Regions from separate parts of the Zea mays genome. Here region 2 is linked to region 1. A link is a contact called in public Hi-C data. All regions are on one chromosome and are shown on one strand. The core of a region is the stretch at or near the end of the contact, and the rest is flanking DNA. Distances in the headings are between cores, read along the strand shown. Region 1 overlaps LOC103629111 (probable protein phosphatase 2C 77). Region 2 holds the start of LOC100275340 (Sterile alpha motif (SAM) domain-containing protein).

What was found. A called contact is a pair of places that touch in the nucleus more often than the background predicts.
Region 2: a contact with region 1 is called in a Hi-C map of tassel, with 2.5 times the contacts expected there. The contact joins the promoter of LOC100275340 here to the enhancer-like site in region 1. A contact is called at or near these places in 2 of 25 Hi-C or Micro-C datasets (ear and tassel).

Annotation. Positions count from the first base shown.
Region 1 is chr6:27,476,090-27,478,932 of Zm-B73-REFERENCE-NAM-5.0, forward strand. LOC103629111 (probable protein phosphatase 2C 77) reads right to left here. Exons shown (of 3, transcript XM_020540200.3): 3 at 617-1,616. The coding sequence ends at 966. Among protein-coding and RNA genes, the nearest start is that of LOC103629111, 5.9 kb to the right of the region's middle. Within about 2 kb of position 1,457, at least 3 of the 20 cell types and tissues checked have an H3K27ac peak or open chromatin away from gene starts, as enhancers often do. A contact at or near this core is called in tassel, where this site is marked.
Region 2 is chr6:28,140,543-28,143,242 of Zm-B73-REFERENCE-NAM-5.0, forward strand. LOC100275340 (Sterile alpha motif (SAM) domain-containing protein) reads left to right here and starts at 1,445. Exons shown (of 4, transcript NM_001149437.1): 1 at 1,445-1,530; 2 at 1,662-1,877. The coding sequence starts at 1,788.

The DNA of each region.
Region 1 (2,843 bases), core at 207-2,706:
TTCAAATGACCCATCTCATTATAAATGCCTCCCCTTGAACTATAAAAGGGGCGGATGAACATGAACAAGGCAGGCAAGAGAGTAGGAGCATTCAGTAGCAGTTCTCCTCTTCCTTGCCATTTTACTCTCACTTGCACCCTTTGTAACACGTCCTCAATAGCAATACTAAGATCAACACTACACTGGACTTAAGGCATCCGCTTGGACCCGTATAAACTCCTTTGAGTCTAATGATTCACCATTCGGAGTGAGTCCGTGCTAGCCTCCTCTACCAAATATAAATTATATTGTGTCCCCGGTTTCCGAAACCACGACAGTAAGTGGAACTGCTTCTAAGGTGGTTTGGCTTGCCAATTATCTCTGAAATTACAGATGCATCTAAAAAATGTGAGACTAGCTAAATACTCCCTCCGTTGTTTTTTATTTGTCGTATTTTAGTTCAAAAGTAAATTAGCGGGCGATAAATATTCGAGAATGGATCTAGTAGTATTTTTAAAGATATTTTGATAGTGCCATATCTAGCGAAAACGGAGTCGCCTCTATAAATAAATTAAAAGTTCATGGCTTTAGAAATTTGTAGAAAGGATAAATCATAAGGGTATCATTGGAGTCGTCGTTTTCCATGAATGTTCGATAGCTTTCCTTCTGCTGTGAGCCTGTGACACACCGAAATATTTGCTCGAACTAATAGAGGAAATCATCATAGCTATTTTTTACACGTCGCGCTAATCTTCTTCTGCACTTTCTGACGAGTTTGAATTCAAATCTCTTCGGAAGGCAGCCCTCTCTACACTACTACGTACAATATAATCTCTTGGGAAATCATCTAGCTAGAGTATCCAATAATAAAAGTGAAAGAAAAAAAAAGAGAAAAATATACACTATAAAAAGAACATTAATTTGATCACGTACGAATGTTTTGCTTGGCAGCATTGATGAACGGTGGCCTCCGCGTCCTGTGACTGTCAAATGAATCGCTGCAGATCAACGAGCATGACGGTGATGTCGTCCCGGCTCCCCCTTTTCCTGGCCAAGGCGACCAGGTCCTTGCACGATTCCACGGAGGACGATGCTCCAGCTCCACCTGGCGGGGCGGAGACGACGACGTCGACTGCCTCCTGGCAGGACACCTTGTTCCAGAGGCCGTCGGACGCGACGACGAGGAAGCGGCAGTCCGGGGTGAGGCGGCGCCGCGAGACCTCCGGCTCACAGGTGACCCAGGCCTTCATGGACGCGTCGCCGAACGCGCGCGACACGGCCAGGCAGTCCTGCACGCGCCACACGCCACTGCTGCCGCAGCTCACGTACCCTCCCTGCATATATAGCCACACCACACGTACGTGTGCAGCCTCATCATCAGTACCGGCTCGACTGCAAGAGAAGCTTGTGCGCGTGGGGATCACTTGTGCAATGCCGGCATGTCCGTCTCGATCGCCACATACCGAGCTCTCGATGCGACGCCTCTCGTCCTCGCGGGCGGCGGTGTGGTCGCTCGTCAGCGCGGTCGCGATGCCGCTGTGGCTCCCGAGGACGGCGCGGCAGTCGCCCACGTTGGCCACGAAGAGCTCGCCGTCCTTTACCAGCGCCGTCGCCGCGCATGCGCCACCGCGTACACCCTTCGTAATTATACATTCATAACACACAGGAGTACGATTAGTAATTATCAAATGCAAATTTCTAGTAGCGGTAATATAATGAAACACATGTAAATTCTTCAGGCCTTGTTCAGTTCCTAATCAATCCAAGGATCAAGTTGGACAGAAATGAGATTTGAGAGGGTTTAAATCCCTTGTAAGTCAAAATCTCACTTCAAAATCCCTTCCAATCCTCTCTAATATAATCCCTATAGAATGGGGAATAACCGAACAAATTAAAGCCACAATTAGTTATAACTCCGACGCGTTTATTAGGTAAGAGCGCATGTTATTTCAAGCTAAGTCTTCATGTTAGGCTATGCGCAACGCTGCCCCCTTGGCAGCCCCCTCCCCTTCATACGGTGCGTAGGGGGCACTCTACGGCCGCAGCGGTGCCCCCTACGGCGCCCTCTACGCGCCGGCCCCCTTCTCTCTCTCCCCAGATATAGCGTGTTACTGTTCATCTCCCTAAACACTGTGTTGTGGGTCCACGAGTAATTGTTAGTAGATAAAAATTGATAGTTGGTATAGAAAATGATATTTTATAGTGGTAGTGGGATATAGGGGGTATTTAGGGGGAACTGTTGCGGGAGATGAAAAAATAGGGGAAAAATAGGGGGAAAAATGATATATGGGGAAAAATTTAGAGGTAACGGTTGCGGTTAGCCTTAGTAACTTGCTAGTGGTGGTAGTGTTCATGAAAACGACGTGTGCAAGCTAAGCTTAAAATTCCCTCATATTTGTTTGTGCCTGAGTTTTTCATTCAACAGTTTTACACAATCATAGTACAATTAAAAAGATATACGTATGATTTATAAGAGATAGTTCACGTTTTTTTATTTTATCCCTAAATGAAAAAATTATGTCACACGACAGTAACAAAAAATTAACAACCTAAAATCTAAGAGAAGTGATAAATCAAACACTAGTAGAATTTAGAGCAATGTACTTCGTCCTTTGATAGTGAGTATGTTCTGTATTCTCTGCTAGTTCGAATATAGGAGTTCGTTTTTAGTAGGGAAACACGAATCACTCTAGATCTGAATTCTCTTACGAAATATTTCAAGAGATGATTAAAAATCACTTTTACGAAATTATTTTGCTTGTAGACTGAATTATAATTAAAAATGTATAATAAATAAAAATATGCTAAAATCTAGAACACCATAGGGGCAAAGATAATTAATTTTAATTTATTGCACTAAAAAT
Region 2 (2,700 bases), core at 195-2,694, 660 kb after region 1:
TAGCTTGATCTTTACGTTGCATGAACTTTTGTCATTATGTTCATTTGTTCTTCTCGAGCATAGAATTAAGACATAGTGTCTTCGTCAATATACACATTTTGAATTTTTTATATTTAAACGTGTAGATACAGTCGAAAACACAACTCAAAATCTATACTATACTTAAAGCACTAGTTTCAACGGTCTTCATGCGTCATCTTTTATAAATAACCCCTCACAACTATTTCAAATTAATCCGCTGCACGTCTATATATATAGATGGCCAAACGGCGTCCGACACGGGCTAGACGCACGTGGGCCAGAACTATGGCCCAGACACGTCATGCCGGCCTGCTAACTGTGTCGAGCCAACCCATTAGCCCGTCGATCCATTTAATTAAATCAACGTAAAATGTTAAAAAATGGTGCAGGAGGTGGGGTTCGAACCCATGTCCTGATGGAAGAAGGACGGGAGACACTGGGTGAAGCTGTCTAACCAGTAGAACATCATGCTAAGATATTTTTAATATTGAATATAAATTGTATATAGATATATACTTTTTTTTGTAAAATAAAAAACAATCGTGTAGGGTCGGGCCAGCACTACGGGCTGAGGCTACAGTCCAAGCACGACACGACGTTCTTGGCTCTTGCAAACATTAGGTCGTTTCTGAGACCATATTGGCGCAATGGACTACATGGTGTTTGAGGTTGCTGAATTGGAGGGAGCAACAATGATTTGTCACACTAACAACAAAATAAAAGGTTATTTATTGGTTTTAAACGTTAGTAATTGCTACGAAGTAGCATAATTTATATGGAGCGTATCCGGTTTTTATTGATGCCTGACTTTAGCAATCACTCCATATTTTGATCTATCTTTTTTGTAAGTTTGACTTCATGAGACTTATTTTAAAAACTTGAGCTTACAAATTTTGTCTTATTTGGTCCCTGTATGATGGAATTATGTTATTTTATAATCTCTGTTCATTCATCAGTCATTGTGAACTCTTTCTAATCGCTCACTTCATTAGTCGTATTGTACCAAGATATATTGCATGGAGTAAACAATAACATCAATTAGTCAAATCAAAAAAATATTATACAAAGAGCGAAGATAATCAATAAAAAATCTTAAATTTTTTTATGGATAATTTACGTGAGTATTATTGTAAGCCGTCGCAACATACATGCCCTATTGTCCTGGCATGGAATTGATATAGAGTGGACAACACGCGCGCGAAAAAAAAAAGCCACCAACGCAGCTGCTTCTCGGACACGCGCCTCGGAGAGGCTCGCGTTTGCGCAATTGCGCTGCCAGTGCCACCGGCCCCTGCCCTTCCCCAGCCGCTGGTCCCACGCGCGTCCAGCCCACGGGCACCACCGCCGCACCAGGCTTTTAGCTCTCGACGCGTCGCCGCCGACCACAGCACGGCTAGCGTGTCGATTCCTCCCGCTCTCGTCGCCGGATCCCCCCACCCGACGCGCCCACCTCTGAGTCCAATGGTGGCAGAGATCCGTTAGGGCGAGGACTGGTCCCAGCTTGGGTCGGTAAGCAACCATCGCTCACTTTCTTGGATGGATTCCGTCCAATCAAACCCAAATTCTTCTCCCTGTCCATTCGGTGTTATCTCTGGGTATGTGTGGTACTAACCCGATCTGTCCGTTCACTACTCGATTAGGGTCTCCTTCTCCAGCTTGTGAGATCGACACTGGTTGACACTGATTGTAGCACTTCGTGGCGCCTTATTGGGTCGCGGGTGCGGTTTGCGCTCTACAAATTTTGGGTTTGGTTTCGCTGAACCCTCATGACCCAAGCGAAGTCCACTCCTGGGAGGAGGGAGATGGGCCGGGCGCGATCGCCGGAACCGCTCGATTTCTTCATATGGACTGTCGAGGTTCTCTCATGTGTGCCCCCCCCCCCCCCCCCCCCCCCCCCCCCCTTCTGCTTTGCTTCTGGAAAAAATGTTATTGTTGCGGGAAGTAGTGCTCTTTATCTTGTGCATTGCTGCTAAGTAGGCTTTAGTTTGGGAGATTAGCTAGGAGATTGGGAAATCCGTGAGGCAGTGTTCTCCTTCCGTCCATCATTGGCTTGTTGTCAGGCCCCATGGGGAAGGAACCTACTGTATTGTAACATAGTTCTAAATGTTTCACCCAATCGAGTGTCAACCATTTTGAAGTGGATTTGGTGATATTGTTGGTTTACGCCTACCTTTTAAGCTGCTGTTAGAAATTTGGGAAATCAGTAATGTGATTTCTTAAAAAGGGTCTTTGGAACTTGATATTTTATATGCTGGTGCTCCTTCCGTTTTAATGTACTACTATCAGTTCTAGTGACCACTGGATATTGAGGATTCAGTTGTTCTGTGTCTTTTTCTACATGTTATTCATTAGATCATTTTTTCATCTTTTGTGGTCCCTGGATTCTTTCATTCGATGGCTTTGGAACTTGCACATTAGAGAGGCCATCATACTCTGAGTTACCCTAAATGCTAAACAGTAAATTGTCGGTGAACCGTAGTTTACCGTTTATGCCAATTAGTTTGTGTTTGAATGGAGTTAAATGGTCTAAACGGTTTTGTATAGTACCACTTAAAAAAACTAAATCCCACTCCACCTTATATATTTACAGCATTGGTTAGTTGAGTACCAATGTGGTAGTTGTAATCCTTCTGTGACTAAACAGTGAATTAAATAGCCATTTAGACTGTCTCCAACATG